Linked DNA regions of Mus musculus: all the other regions are linked to region 1. The links are chromatin contacts, called in public HiChIP or PLAC-seq and promoter capture Hi-C maps. All regions are on one chromosome and are shown on one strand. Each heading gives the region's core, a stretch centred on a gene start, on an enhancer-like site or on the middle of the called end of the contact. The rest is flanking DNA. Distances are from core to core; before and after follow the strand shown. Region 1 holds the start of Fam76a (family with sequence similarity 76, member A). Region 2 overlaps Eya3 (EYA transcriptional coactivator and phosphatase 3). Region 3 holds the start of Xkr8 (X-linked Kx blood group related 8). Region 4 has its middle 11 kb from the start of n-TGgcc1. Region 5 overlaps Ahdc1 (AT hook, DNA binding motif, containing 1).

Evidence for each region. HiChIP or PLAC-seq counts read pairs in DNA pulled down with a chosen protein or histone mark. Capture Hi-C pulls out chosen DNA fragments and counts their contacts.
Region 2: an H3K4me3 HiChIP or PLAC-seq map of bone marrow-derived macrophages shows a contact between it and region 1, with 2.0 times the contacts expected there. The contact joins the enhancer-like site here to the promoter of Fam76a in region 1. A contact is called at or near these places in 3 of 39 promoter capture datasets (the HPC-7 cell line, embryonic stem cells and hippocampal neurons), 1 of 15 datasets of contacts at CTCF or cohesin (large pre-B cells), 8 of 484 Hi-C or Micro-C datasets (B cells, the G1E-ER4 cell line, bone marrow-derived macrophages and 3 more), 8 of 115 datasets of contacts at active chromatin or transcription factors (the 230-238 cell line, the NIH/3T3 cell line, the SCID.adh cell line and 2 more) and 2 of 9 other capture datasets (adipose tissue and pancreatic islet).
Region 3: a promoter capture Hi-C map of adipose tissue shows a contact between it and region 1. The contact joins the promoter of Xkr8 here to the promoter of Fam76a in region 1. A contact is called at or near these places in 7 of 39 promoter capture datasets (the 3T3-L1 cell line, cranial neural crest, hippocampal neurons and 3 more), 7 of 484 Hi-C or Micro-C datasets (the G1E-ER4 cell line, cranial neural crest, embryonic stem cells and 3 more), 16 of 115 datasets of contacts at active chromatin or transcription factors (CD8 T cells, the SCID.adh cell line, effector CD8 T cells and 9 more) and 4 of 9 other capture datasets (adipose tissue, embryonic stem cells, liver and 1 more).
Region 4: an H3K4me3 HiChIP or PLAC-seq map of embryonic stem cells shows a contact between it and region 1, with 17 read pairs. The contact joins the enhancer-like site here to the promoter of Fam76a in region 1. A contact is called at or near these places in 5 of 484 Hi-C or Micro-C datasets (CD8 T cells, bone marrow-derived DN2 thymocytes, cerebral cortex and 2 more), 5 of 115 datasets of contacts at active chromatin or transcription factors (bone marrow-derived macrophages, embryonic stem cells and microglia) and 2 of 9 other capture datasets (adipose tissue and liver).
Region 5: an H3K27ac HiChIP or PLAC-seq map of embryonic stem cells shows a contact between it and region 1, with 6 read pairs. The contact joins the enhancer-like site here to the promoter of Fam76a in region 1. A contact is called at or near these places in 1 of 39 promoter capture datasets (liver), 7 of 484 Hi-C or Micro-C datasets (Th1 cells, cerebral cortex, embryonic stem cells and 3 more), 1 of 115 datasets of contacts at active chromatin or transcription factors (embryonic stem cells) and 3 of 9 other capture datasets (adipose tissue, liver and pancreatic islet).

Annotation. Positions count from the first base shown.
Region 1 is chr4:132,921,132-132,923,946 of GRCm38.p6, forward strand. It overlaps Fam76a (family with sequence similarity 76, member A), which reads right to left and starts at 1,420. Exons shown (of 9, transcript NM_145553.2): 1 at 1,227-1,420. The coding sequence starts at 1,307.
Region 2 is chr4:132,688,469-132,691,283 of GRCm38.p6, forward strand. Eya3 (EYA transcriptional coactivator and phosphatase 3) reads left to right here. Exons shown (of 17, transcript NM_210071.2): 7 at 1,237-1,322. Among named protein-coding and RNA genes, the nearest start is that of Xkr8, 43 kb to the right of the region's middle. Within about 2 kb of position 1,378, at least 3 of the 459 cell types and tissues checked have an H3K27ac peak or open chromatin away from gene starts, as enhancers often do. A contact at or near this core is called in bone marrow-derived macrophages, where this site is marked.
Region 3 is chr4:132,731,162-132,733,976 of GRCm38.p6, forward strand. It overlaps Xkr8 (X-linked Kx blood group related 8), which reads right to left and starts at 1,385. Exons shown (of 3, transcript NM_201368.1): 1 at 1,012-1,385. The coding sequence starts at 1,304. It overlaps Smpdl3b (sphingomyelin phosphodiesterase, acid-like 3B), which reads right to left. Exons shown (of 8, transcript NM_133888.2): 8 at 1,805-2,598. The coding sequence ends at 2,233.
Region 4 is chr4:133,102,385-133,105,199 of GRCm38.p6, forward strand. No RefSeq gene overlaps it. Among named protein-coding and RNA genes, the nearest start is that of n-TGgcc1, 11 kb to the right of the region's middle. Within about 2 kb of position 1,472, at least 69 of the 459 cell types and tissues checked have an H3K27ac peak or open chromatin away from gene starts, as enhancers often do. A contact at or near this core is called in adipose tissue, embryonic stem cells and liver, where this site is marked.
Region 5 is chr4:133,069,207-133,072,021 of GRCm38.p6, forward strand. The region is part of intron 6 of Ahdc1 (AT hook, DNA binding motif, containing 1); the gene reads left to right. Among named protein-coding and RNA genes, the nearest start is that of Gm26615, 13 kb to the right of the region's middle. Within about 2 kb of position 1,350, at least 54 of the 459 cell types and tissues checked have an H3K27ac peak or open chromatin away from gene starts, as enhancers often do. A contact at or near this core is called in embryonic stem cells, where this site is marked.

The DNA.
Region 1 (2,815 bases), core at 170-2,669:
TATTGAACTTCCTTTAAAAAAAAAAAAAAAAAAAAAAAAGAGCCGGGAGGTGGTGGCACATGCCTTTAATCCCAGCACTCAGGAGGCCGAGTTCAGGATTTTCTGAGTTCGAGGCCTGCCTGGTCTACAAAGTGAGTTTCAGGACAGCCAGGGCTATACAGAGAAACCCTGTCTTGGAAAAACAAAAAACAAAAATAACAACAAAGAATCATACAGCCTTAGACTGAGCAACAGTACACGACTTTAATCCCAGCGTTTGGAAGACAGAGGCAGTCAGATAGATCTCTGAGAGTTCAAAGACAGCCAGAGCTACAAGTTATATGACCCTGCCTCGGAAACAAACAAGAAAAATGTTTAGATCAAAGTTTTTATGTCCAAGGGGGCCTTCAAACACTATCTTTCGGACTCAGTAAACCCAAGTGGCTTAAGGAAAGTATGTGGGCATCTTTTTGGGGGGACGCGGGGAGGTGAACTACACACAGCGGACGGACACAGACACACATTCTGTATCTGAAATATCTGAGGATCTGTCAACGGCAACTCTGCACGAGCTTGCCGACTTAACTGTTGCTCTCTTGAACCGACGAGGTGGGAGGAAGTTATATATAAAAACGCTGGCATTTCAGGGGTTAAAAAATGCTTAGGATGAGGAGGAAGGCTACCAATTAGATGCTAAAAAGTCACCCTGTTCGTGTGTGTTCCAAGACACTGTTGGGGTACTTTTTTCATTTTCCCTAATAAAGCCTTGCCACCTCTAACTTTGAGATCGGCTGTAAAGTGCCCACGAAGTGTCCAGAGTTCAAAACACTCCTCACAAGCAGCACCTGATTCCGGGGTTCAATCTCATCCAGGACAAGGGAAATCTCTGGACCGTCATTCTACACTCAAGACGACCACATCAGAAGAGAAGGCGGTCCAAGGAAATCTTCCCGGGGGGCCAGTCGGGGACAAACAGGGGAGCTGTCCCCTCCCGCGACCTCACCAGGTCGGAGAAGAAACCCCAGCCGTTGCTAAGCACCAGGACACGCCGGCTGCCAGGGCCTGGACTCCGCCCGGGGCTCCCACAAGTACCCTGCAGTCCTCTGCGGGCCCGGCTCAGCTCGTCCGCAAAACGGGCCGGCCACACCCTGCCCGAGGGGACCCCGGCAGCCGTCCTCGCTGGACCGAGAGTTCCGAACCGCGCCTGGAGCGTCCCCAGCTCCCGGCCGCCGCCCCAGCCCGCGCACCTTGCACAGCTGCTGCCCCTGAGACAGCGCCTCGAAGGGGAAGCGCTGGTGGCACTTGGTGCAGGCGTACAGCGCCGCCATGTCCGGCCCGGGCCGTGATCGCCGCCGCCCCTCCCGCCGGCCCGCCGCTTTATCTGACAGTCTCAGGCACAACCTGGCGGCGGCGGCCGGGCCGCGGGCTGCGGAGGGCGGGCGGGCGAGGGCGGGCCGCGGGCGCAGGGGCGGGCTCTCCGGTGCTCAGAGGCCGTTCGCTGGCTCGCGTGGACGTCGATCACGCGGGAGGGGGCGGAACGTGGAGTTCCCGACGGCTCTGATTCGGTCCGGGTTGGACTACGCCACTGTGACGCTCGGGGCCGCGATTATGTAAAGCGCAGTCACGCGGGGGCGCCGCCTGAAAAGAGCGTCTTCCGAGTAGGATAGCGGAAGCCCTCGGGCTCCGCCCACCTGCCCGCTGAGGCTCCGCCCTCGCTCCGCCTCTCCGGGGGCTGCGGGAGCATTGGAGCTTCTCGCGATACTCGATGAAGTTGTGATGTTTTGGGTTGCCGTGGAGCTTCCCGCTAGCCGAAGGAGTGTGGGATTGGGGTGACAGTCGGGCAACGTCGGATTCGAACTACGAGACCATCCGGAGTTTAAACCCACTGGCAACCAAGGAGGAAAGTCTATCTTTGGAGCAGGCGGAGGGGAAAAGCAGGATATTAAATGAGTGTCCTCTATGGGCTGGAGAGAAGGCTCCGAATGCTGCTTTTGCAAAGTTTGGTTCCCAGCACCCACATCTGGAGGCTCAGATCGCCTGTAACTCCAGCTGCAGGGCTATCCCTGATGCCTCTTAACTCAGCAGGCACCTGCACTCACGTGCACTTACAAAAGATGGGCAGTTGTAAAATGGTAAAACAGTAGAGACCTGAAGCTAGAATTAAAGGCAATAGGAACACGGTGGCCATGATACTCTTGAGATCGGTTGGCTGTGTGTGTATGGAGGCCATCTGTACATGACCCAAAACCTTTAATACATTTTAGTTTGTGTGTGTGTCTCTGTGTCCCCCTCACTTAATATGGAGCTAATTGATCTGTCCGTTCTAGTGTGTGTGAGACTTAGGGATTGGTTTGATCTCTAGCACTGGAGAAAGAAAAAGAGGTAGGGCATAGGAAGTGAGAGGAAAGAAAGGAATAGAAAATATCGATGATCATTCATACAATAAACCTTTTTTAAAAGTTATTTTTACTTGTAAATGTGTTTGTGGGGCTGGAGAGATGGCTCAGCGCTGACTGTCTTCCAAGGGTCCTAAGTTCAATTCCCAGCAACCACATGGTGGCTCATAACCATCTGTAATGGGGTCTGATGCCCTCTTCTAGTGTGTGTCTGAAGATAGCAACAGTGTACTTACATATAATAATAAATAAATCTTGGGGCTGGAGCCAGCAAGGCTGGAGCCAGCAGAGGTCCTGAGTTCAATTCCCAGCAACCACATGAAGGCTCAGAACCATCTGTTCAGCTACAGTGTACCCCTATACATAAAATAAATAAATAAATCTTTTTTTAAAAATGTGTTTGTGAGTGTGCATGCCTCTGTGTATGTGTGTGTGTGTGA
Region 2 (2,815 bases), core at 128-2,627, 230 kb before region 1:
GCTCAATTTGGTCCTTCTGGTGGGTGGCTGCAGCAGGAACCGTGTTTCCCTGCTTGTCGTGAGAGAGAAGAGTTCAGAACTGATGCCTGGCAACACTGACTACTACCCTGTCACCTGAGCAAAGCCATGTGCTATTTCCTAATCACTGAAGTTTGAGCTTAGAACCTGATAGATTCTGTTTTTACAAAAATATGTAAAATTTAAAGACATTCTAAGTAGTTATTTGATAGAATACATTTTTACCTGACCAGATGAGATTTTTTAATCTTCTGAGTCTTTGAGGGTTTATTGATAAAGTTTCTAAATAACAAATCATAGTGGTGTTAAAATTTTTTATTACATTTGTGTGTGTGTGTACGAACACCGCAATACACGTGTGAAGGTCAGAGGACAGCTCGAAGTCAGAGCTCTCCTTCCACTATGTGGACCCCAGGCCTCTCTGCCTCAGGTTCTCAGGTTAGCACCAGGCAGCATTACCTGCTAAGCCATCCTGCTGGTCCTCATAGTGCTTTCTGACCCACACTAATAACCCATTATTTGAATATAGCCGTTGTAAGCATTTTAGAGGTGGGGGAGTTAGCTTTATTTCTCAATGTAAGTATGTCCCTCAGCAGAGACATAATTCGGGGCAAATGGCCATAAACAATACCACAACATCGGACTCACCAGAGCTCTACAGACTGTCACGTCACGTGCAGGGGAGTCATTCTTCAGCTTCTAGAAAAGACTAGGATGATTTGACTTAGTGCTGACTTCACTGGTGTGGTGCGTCAGTGTGAGCTGTGATGCATCCGTCTAGGACTTCCCATAGACTCAAATTGAAGCAAATCCTCCAGGGTTTTGTTTGTAATCAAGCCCCACTGTGGTATTGCATGCAAAACAAGTGTTTGCTTTTTTAAAAAGTTGTTAATGGATTTTATGTATATGGTGTTTTGTTTCTTCTATGTCTGTGTATCATATGTATGCCTGGTACCACAGAGGCCAGAAGGAGGGCCTGGAGTTACATGCAGTTTTGAGTCATCATATGGGTGCTAGAACTTGAACCCAGGTTTTCTGGAAGAGCAGCCAGTACTCTTTAACAACTGAGCCATCTCTCCAGCTTCCAGCATTTGCCTCTTTACCCAGTATTCTTTGTCTCCTTGCCAATATGTTCAGTTAAAACGGGTTGTTTTCCATATCTTTAAGCCGTTTACATCTAATTACATTTAATATCTCTTAATCCTCTCAATCCTGTAGCTTCAAGCACAAATGCCAGCCTGATACCCACTTCATCTGCAATTGCCAATATTCCAGCAGCAGCTGTGGCCAGCATCTCAAACCAGGTACTGTGCCCCTTTGTTCATCTTCCTTGAGATGATTCACCCAACTTTCACTTCCTCTCTTCTTTCCATGGTCAGCTTGCCCATCAGGGGAACGACTAGGAATGGTGTAGACTCTTGAGCCCTGTTGCTGGATGCCCTCAGAACTCTGGCTGCTCTCCTGTTTCTCTGTTCCTTGCTAATCCTCCCAGGAGTATGGTTCTGTCTGAGGCATTATCTGTTAACCCCAGCCTTCCCCAATGCTCTCACTAGTGTGTGCACTCCAAAAAGGACCAGGATTTATTTTTCTATTTTTGATCAGTTTTATATTCCCAGAGCCTAACACCTCCCTGGCACTCACTCAGAAGGAACTCAGAACTATTGTGGCATGAGTAAATACTACCTCCACTCACCTGCTTACTATTGTTTGTAGTTTGGTTTGTTTTTCTTTCCATGTTTTTTGAAAGAGGATTTCTTTGTGTAGTCCTGGCAGTCCTGGAACTTGCTTTGTAGACCAGGCTGACTTTGAACTCAGAGAGGTTTTCATGCCTCTGTCTCCCAATTTCTAGGGTTAAAGGTGTACACCACTATCACCATGCCCGCTGTGATTTATTTGATCACTGTTATATGTGTGCTTAAAGATCACTATCAAGTCTTCAGTGTTTTAGAGTTTGTTTTGCTTTTAACACGCTCAGACTTTGTCTACAGCAACTTCTTTGACTGCTGTTGTCTCCATGGGCTGTGATTTCTGGCTACAGTTAATGTCCTCCTTGACTTCCTGTGCCTCACTGTCTCTCTGGTGCTGTGTTTATTCTTTAAGTCCACACGTACCTTGGGGCTCATAGGGGGCTGTTCTGTTTTGGGTGGGAGAGTTTTTTTTTTTTTTTTTTTTTGAAGCAGGACCTCACTCTGTACTCCTGGCTTCCTGGGATACGCCACAGACCAGGCTGCTCTCAACTTACATTCATCCTCCTGCCTGACTCCTGAGCTGAGTTCATGTGCGTTCACAGTGGCCCAGTGTTTCTCTTACGTTCCCAGCTGTATGCCGTGCAGCCCCATATAGGATCTCTCCTTTCACAGCCCTTGTTTTGATCTTCGAAGGATAGTGTCTTTAGTTTTTCACATTATAACTTACTCCTGAAGCAGGTGTCTTAGTCAGGGTTTCTATTCCTGCACAAACATCATGACCAAGATGCAAGTTGGGGAGGAAAGGGTTTATTCGGCTTACACTTCCATGCTGCTGTTTATCACCAAAGGAAGTCAGGACTGGAACTCAAACAGGTCAGGAAGCAGGAGCTGATACAGAGGCCATGGAGGGATGTTCTTTACTGGCTTGCTCAGCCTGCTCTCTTATAGAACCAAGACTACCAGCCCAGAGATGGTCCCACCCACAAGAGGCCTTTCCCCCTTGATCACTAATTGAGAAAATGCCTTACAGTTGGATCTCATGGAGGCATTTCCTCAACTGAAGCTCCTTTCTCTGTGATAACTCCAGCTGTGTCAAGTTGACACAAAAC
Region 3 (2,815 bases), core at 135-2,634, 190 kb before region 1:
CAATCCTAGCTTGTCACTTAAAAGCTACGGAACCTGGAGCAAGCCACCTAACTAACCTCATGGAACTTGCTTCCTCGTCCGTAAAGTGGGGCAAACTCAACTTCTACTCTTGCTGGTCAGGTACGATCCCAGGCGCATCACAACCCTGTCCTACCTACTCACAAGAGCCCCATTTCAGAGATGGGAGATGGAATTAAGAAGTAAACAGGAGGGGCCTGAGAGAGGGCTTAGCTGTTAATCGCATCCACTGCTCTTGTGGAGGACCAGAGTTTGGCTCCCAGCACCACATGAGGTGCCTCGCCTGTAACTCCAAGGGATCCAACACCTTCTTCTCTTGGGGCCTGCCTGTAATAACTCTCCTTCGCAGTCATCTGAGCTGTACTCAAGATGATACAATTGTTCAGGCAAAATGCAAACATTCAAGAGGTCCCTCCCCGCAAGCTGGAGACTATATACAGCTTTCCCAAGATCTGAGACTTCCACAAGATTCCGGATCCGGCCACCCTAGCCCAGCCTCACCCACACCATGAAGCCCTGCCTTCATCACAAGATTCTGAGCCCTTGATTTCGCTTTCTCCTATCTAACAACCCAAGGGACTAGTCACAGTTTGGGGGCGGGGGAGAGGCGGGGAAGAAAAAGTTCTCAGGCCAGCACTTGCGCCAGGGATTGTCTGTCTCACTGTCCTCACTTTAGACTGACCCTGGGTCCTTCCCAGTTGAGAAAAGCACACACCATCCACATATATTTTCCAAGAACCAGTCTATGTCTACTCCTGGCTGACTCCGGGGACACGGATGAGTCAAGCCGGACCCTCTTCAGTCCTTGACGGGGAAGCAAACGTTCGCAGAAGACAGAAATGAACAAGAAAGGTGAGGGGCATCTCTGACTCCAAGACCCTGATGTTCCCTTCCTCTGTTCCTGGCCCTGTGTTTTCATCTCCGCCCAAGGAAAGAAGACTGAACTGGTTCTGATGGCTGTCAACCCACTTTTTCAAAGGGCCGGGCACTCACCTATACAGGTAGCCGAGCTGCAGCAGGTGCAGCAGAGCCAGGAAAGGACGCGAGAGCTGCGAATGGTGCAGCTCGGTGGGATCAGCTGTCAGCCAGAGCCAGCTGAAGAGCTGCAGCAGCACCGAAGCTTGGCCCAGCAGGACCAGTACCAGCGCGGCCCACAGATAACGGCCAAGGAGCACGTACTGGACAACGGCCCACAGGTCAGCGACCAGATCCAGCAGGAAAGACAAGATACTCACCAGGCCTACGACCACGTCTAAGGCCACATGGTGGTGCACGGACAGAGGCATGATCCTCTCCAAGCAACCACACAACCGCGGACCTGCCCTCCCGCCCCGCTAGTCCGGCAGGAAGGGGGCGGGGCAGTCGTCCGGGAGGCTGGGCTGCTGGGCGGAACTTCCCCATCTCGCCCCGTCCGGGGTGGAGCGAGCCCGCGGCCCCGCCCCTACACTGGCCCCACCGCCCAGACCCCGCCCCCAGCCTGCCCTGTGCAGAGCTAGGCCTCTACTGGTTTGGATTCTGCTTTTTGTTTTGTTTTTCTTTTTTGTTTGTTTTTTGTTTTTGTTTTGCGAGACAGGGTTTCTCTGAATAGCCCTGGCTGTCCTGAAACTCACTCTGTAGACCAGGCTGGCCTCGAACTCAGAAATCCGCCTGCCTCTGCCTCCCAAGTGCTGGGATTCCACCACCCCCGGCTTGAATTCTGCTTTTGAGTCTCAAGGAAACAAGAGTGGCTATTAAGAAAGACTAGAGCCTTAGAGTTACCGGCCGCAGCTGTGATCCCTCACGGTTGCACTGTTGCAAAACCAAATCAAAAAAGTCTTTTATTTAAAAGTACTAAGGGGTTTTGCACACCACGTACGTTCCCAGTTCAGACCTTGAGCAGGGACTACATCGAAAGCACAGAATCTCCAAGGCCCATCTTCCCGTCGGCTCACTTCACTGTGGTGATCAAGTTCATGGTGGTTTGATATGTTTGTATTAAAGCGAATAATGCACCAAGACATGTACCGCAAACAAGTTTTGTGGATAAAACATGAAACTTGGAAGAAATTGTGCTTCTTAGCGCCCTCTCTGGTGAATCCAGGTGTCCCATCCCACTTTACTCTCCGCGGGGGGAGACTGATGGCAAAAGTTCATCTCTCTCCATTGGGTAACGTTGCCCAATTTTACCAGGAGAAAGATGAACCAAGTCAGTGGGTGGGCTGGCAGTGCCTACAGTCATAACACCTCCAGTACGTGCAGGCTTGGCAGCAGAGTCAGTATGAGCAGGAAACCAGGCACCAGCTTGGCACCAAGACCATGCAAGCAGGTAGCATAAGTGTTGAAAGCCACGTGTTGTATAGCACAAACGTGCTCGATGCGGCAGCTGTCCTCACAGGTCAAATGGTTGTAGCTGACCGAGTTATAGACGTAATAACGTTGCAGGATGTGAGGCTCACTGGCAATGCGGGTCAGCGCCGTGTGCATGGAGCTGACGCTGGCATCCGGCACCTGGTAGGCCTCCGTCAGGCGGTACTCCTGCTCCCACCGTGGGGTCTCTTGTACATTCGCCTGCCTCAGGTTCAAGAAGTAAGTCACCAAGTCCTGGATTAGAGGCGCAGGGTATGTCAGCAACGAGCAGTTGATTCGTTCTGCCCACAACCCAACTTCTCCCCAGGCGCTCTAAATCGATCAAACAGCCGCTGTTTGTTACCCTGAGCTTGGTTCCAATGAGGTGACTGCATCTGAACCCCCATTTTCCTGGTGAAGACATGGAGGCCTTAAAGAGGTCGTTATGGTTTGAATCTGAAGTGCCCCCCCG
Region 4 (2,815 bases), core at 222-2,721, 180 kb after region 1:
TTGAGTGTCACCCTTGTCGTCCAGGGACCACACCACTTTTCTTCTTCTTCTTCTTCTTCTTCTTCTTCTTCTTCTTCTTCTTCTTCTTCTTCTTCTTCTTCTTCTTCTTCTTCTTCTTCTTCTTCTTCTTCTTTTTCTTCTTCTTCTTCTTCTTCTTCTCACGCCAATTGTAGGGTGCTGCTGAAGCTCACACTGCCTTATTTTTTGGCACAGGGTTGGTTGCTCACTGAGCCTGGAGTTTACCAGTTCAAGTCCCGGGGTGCCTCCCATCTTCATTTTTCTCGAGATTATAGACTCATTTTGCTCCTTGTGTGGCAAGCATTTTGTCAATTGAACCATCTCCCCACATCCCACCTTTAAATTATTTATCTATGTGTGTGTGTGTGTGCCTGTATGAGTTTGTGTGCCCACAGACACCAGAGGAGAGGGGTATCAGATGCCTCGGAGCAGGAGTTAAGGGAGTTGTGAGCTGCCCAAAATGAGTGCTGGGAGCTGAACGGGGTCCATCCCAAGAGCACTCAGTGCTCTTACATGCTGAGCCATCTCTGCAGCCCCCATTGTTTATTTATTTAGGCATGCTCTCATTATGTATTCCTAGCAGGCCTGGTGCTGCCTACATGGACCAGGATTGCCTCAAACTTATAAACATCTGCCCTGCCTCTGCCTCCCAGATACTGGAACTTAAAGGTGTATGATCCACCTGTCTCTGCCTCCTCAGTGCCAGGAGTAAAGGCCTGTGCTACCACGTCTGGCTTGGCAAGTTAGTTGTTGTTGTTAGATTTATTAATTTGTGTGTGTGTGTGTGTGTGTGTATGTGTGTAGATGTATATCACATACGTGCAGGTGCCCAAGGAGACCAGAAAATGGTGTCAGATCCCCTGGAGCTGACGTGACATTCCCTTGTGAGATGATATAGGAACCGAACTCAAGTACTCTGGAAGAACACAGTATGGCACTCACCTCTAGAGCTATGGAACCCGTTTGGCTTTAATTATATATGTAGCTGGGGCTAGCCTTGAACTTCTGATCCTCCTACCTCCATCTTCTGAGTGCTGGCATTACTGGTGTACACCACCATGCTCAGCTTACGTGGTGCTGGGGATCAAACCCAGGGCTTCAACAGGTTAGGGAAGCGTGCTACCAATCGGCTGCTCCCATAAGGCTGAGGACATTTTGAACGACAGATCCTAATATGGTCCCACCAGTGGGCAGAGAGAGACATTCAAGAGAGTGTGTGCCAGGCCCTTTTGGCCTCCTCGGCTTCCTCTCCCGCCTGCCAACCCCTCCTTCACACTTGCTATCTTGGTTAAGGCCAGGGCTTATCCAAGCGAGGAGGGAAAACAACCAAACCTGAGTTATCATCCCCTCGCCCTTCTCCCCAGCGCTGGCTCGCCTCTCCCCTGCAGCCACTGCAGACCTCACCACACCTGTCTCCAACAGGCTCGACCAATCATTTCTTGAATCATAGATCAGGTACCCTGAGTGCCAGGCACTGAGCCACAGCCGGTTTTGTGGATACAACAAAAGGCCAGAGTCCATCCAGTCAGAAAGGCTACAAATCGGTAGGAGTGGGTGGGGGGCGTGGCTAACCTAGATGGGGGGGGGGGTGTCTAGCCGCATTCCAGGAGGACCAGCTGCTCAGTGGGGACCTGAAGGACAAGGAAGTAGCCAAGTATTGGGGCGGGGGGGGGGGAGGTCGATGTTCCAGGCAGAGGAACAAGTCCACACTTGGGAAGGCAGGAAGTAGGAAGGGTCAGAGCTGAACCAGAGGTTGGCGTTGGGGGGTGGGGGTGGGGGGTGTGCTCCCACCCGGAGTATGCTCACATCTTCTCCCCAGCATACCCTTCAGCCTCGCCCTTCCGGTTCACTCTCCCTGCCGCAGTTAGCATTGGCTTTCTAAAACTGGCAGAATTCTACTCTGCATCCACAATCCTTCAAAGTATGAGCTTGGTAACACGGCCCTTGAAACACTCCAAAGGCCCTTCAGCCCACTGCCATTCCACTCGCTCCTCCCAGCCAGCTTCAGTCCGCCACACCCAAACAGGTCATTTTCTTTGTCTCTGGGCCTTAGGCTAGGTTGTACATTCCTCCCAGAACGGCCCCCTCCACTTATCCTTAAAGGCCGGATACGGATGCCCTCTCCCCCAGGAAGCCTTCCTGATCCTCCTGTTTCTCCTCTCAGCCCTCATACAACAAATTGCAGTTCTGTGCCCTGACTAGAGGAGATCTGGGTCTCAGCAGCTGCTTCAGTGCTTCCCTGTCTGTCGTGTGCTGCTGCTGCTGCTGCTGCTGCTGCTGCTGCTGCTGCTGCTGCTTCTCCTTCTTCTTCTCCTTCTTCTTCTTCTTCTTCTTCTTCTTCTTCTTCTTCTTCTTCTTCTTCTTCTTCTTCTTCTTCTTCTTCTTCTTCTTCTTCTTCTTCTTCTTCTTCTTCTTCTTCTTCTTCTTCTTCTTCTTCTTCTACACCGTAGCTGTCTGCAGACACACCAGAAGAGGGCATCAGATCCCATTACAGATGGTTGTGAGCCACCATGTGGTTGCTGGGAATTGAACTCAGGACCTCTGGAAGAGCAGTCGGTACTCTTAACTGCTGAGCCGTCTCTCCAGTCCAGTCATGATCTTAAATTTTTTTTTTAATTTATTTTTATTTTGTGTGCATTGGTCTTACGTCCAAGTATGTCTATGTGAAGGTCTCAGATCCCCTGGAACTGGAGTTCCAGACAGATATGAGCCACCGTTGGGTGCTGGGAGTTGAACCCTGGTCCTGTGGAAGAGCACTCCATGTGTAAACACTGAGCCGTCTCTTCAGTCCCCCTCC
Region 5 (2,815 bases), core at 100-2,599, 150 kb after region 1:
ACCCTCTGGTGCCAAGGACTAGTTAAAATCCTGTGAGAGAGAAAGGTTGGAGGATGCAGAGAGTAGAGTGGCAGGGAGGGAGAATTGGTAGAGGGAGCCACGCTGTCAGCAGCAGGCTTAAGCAGAGAAGACAGTGACAACGCTCACTCACCGACAGGGCAGCGAGCAGCTTTAATAGGCACTGGGTAGCGGCGCTCCGGCTCATCTACTCATCCTCTGCTCCTTGGAGCCCATTCTGTGGCAGGATCTGGGGAGACAGAGTAGACAGGGCTCCTGTCAGCAGTTCAGCACCGGCCCAGGAAGTTAAAACAGGCACACGGGAACCTGGAGACACCTGGTAGGGGATGGCATGTCCCCAAAGGTGGGAAGGAGCAAGGATTGCACCCCAGGCACTAGGTGTTGGGCTGAGAAATCCTTCTGTACACATGTGTGTTGTCCTCGTATGTAACACTGCCCCAGGACTCCTCACACCATCCTGGGCAGAGAGGATGTTCTAGGCTTTCATTGGAGAGTTAAGGATACAGGGACACCTGAACTCTGCCCAGGGATCCATAGTTTGTAAAACATGGAGCCATCTCTGCCCTTCAGAGCTGCCACAGGCCTGTTCTTCACCCACATCCCCAGCTCCCTGTGTGCAAGCAAAATGGAGGCTCCCATAAGGCGAACCCCATGGTTCTTTGGGATCAGAAGTTGTTTTGTATCTTAGCCCTGGCTGACCTGGAACTTGCTTCCTCCTGCCTCAGCCTACTGAGCGCTGGTGTTCCAGGCACTGACCACTGGGTCCAGAAGGTCTAATGTTTTAAATGAATTTTGTGGGTTTGTGGTAAGAAGCTGAGCTTGAAGAAAAGGCGAGATTATGGAGCCAGGGGAGGGCACCGCAGGCAGTGGGAACTGAGGTCAAGAGCAAGCTCCGTCCCAGGGAGAGCTGGGAATGTGTGTCCTGCCTCTGCTGAGTACTGTAGCTGACAGGACAGTTGGAAATAGGTGAAAAGGGGTGAAAAGGAGTGGAGGGGACCTTCAGCTCATACAGGCATATTCTTAGGTCCCCTAAATGAAAAGCAGACCCAGACAGACTAGCTCCATACTGGGGCCCTTAAACCAAATACCAACTGCAGCAGACCCCAGGAGTAGAGATGAGATGGTGGAAAGGGACCAGATACATTCAGGAATCTCTAATCCTTCTCTCCTCCCTATTAGCTCTTGGCTGTAGAAGGGAGGCCAAGAGAAATGTCACAGGTCCTCCCAGGTTACACCAGCTGGGGCTGGACCGGAACAGGAGGCAGTTTCCAAGACCACCAGCCAGCCAGGGTCAGCAGGCATGCCCAGGCCTGGCTGTTCTGGGCTTTGTCTCTCTGAGTTTTGAATCCTTAAGAGGTCACTTGATCTTGCCTCTGGCTCTGAGCAAGAGGCCTCATGTCAGGCCTCAGCCGGTCTTGCCCTGCTTCCTCCAGGCACCAGGTTTTCTCCTCCTTCTGAGGTCACCCTCCAGTTCTACTGTCTGCTTTCCCTGGAGCCATATTTAGGCTAGGCCTTCTTGTTTCAGGCCCCCGCTTCTTGGAAATACCATCTCTCTATGAACATACCTTCTGCTGCTGCTCCTCTCTCTGCACCCCACATTCCTGGTAAAAGCAGACCTCTAAAACTGGCAGGCAGTGGCTAGGAGTACGTGTCTGTGGCTACACACAGGCCGCTCTGTGCACTTGGTTCCAGCCCTTAGCAACTAGGTGATCTGGTGACTCACATAACCTGGTGATTCACAGCATCTCTATCTCTTGTAAGAATGAAGGGGATTGACATGTAAAGCCCTTAGCCCTGGCCTGGCCCACAAGCAAGCACCTCGGCAGTGGCTGGTAGATGGGTGGATGAATACCTTCCCACGGTCTGGATTCTGGGTCCCTAATTCAAGCAGTGTGAGTCACACATCTCCAACCCTTGTCCCTGACCTTTGCTTGACCAAAGATAGCCCTCCTGCATCTGTTGCCTGCTGCCCTATGACAAGAGCCTTGTGTTCTGGTATGGGCCTCAAGCATTTGGAAACCTTGAAATTCTTCTTGGGCCTGGAGATATAGGTGATTGTTGGAGTGTTTGCCTATTGTGTACACACAAGGCCCTGGATTCCACCCCCAGACCTGGGGATATGGATGGTAGACAGGGTAATCGCAGTGCTTTTATGTTAGCCACTAGATCAAGTCCTCCTGGGAAGAGGTAGGGGTGTAGAGAGAAGGTCGGCCCCACTCCTAGGCACCTTCAGTAGTTACTGGGTCAGCTAGATCCCCGTCTATACAGTTTGCACAGTCTTCTCCCCAAAATCCAAGCCTCTGAGAACGTTCCTTATAACTTTATAGTATGTTATGGTTTTCCCTGGATAGCTCTGTCTGGTTCGTCACTGTCTGTCCATCTTTGGTTCCACGATGCCTGTGCTGGAGAAGTAGATGCAGTCTGTGTCCAGTCCACGTGAACTAGCAGCCCACTCTGCACTGGCCAGTAAACCATGCCCAAGACACCATGGACCACGAACCTAATGCGCTTGTTTCAACCCTACATGAGGACCCTGTCTAGGGGAGGCTGGGTTCTCCAGCAAGAAGGCGGATCCTCCACACCAGCCCTTGTGAGCTACATGAGGAGGGAGGGTAGACAGCAGGAACTTCCTTGAGGCTGGAAATGGAGCCTAACAAATGAGAGATTTCAGCAGTGAGAGCCCTACTCAGCCACCTGGGTCTCTGGCCCACCCCCACCCCAGTCCATTCTGCCCGTGGTGGCCGCCAAAGTGCTTGCTGTTCAGCATTTTTAGATGCACAGTGTCTGGAGCCCCTAA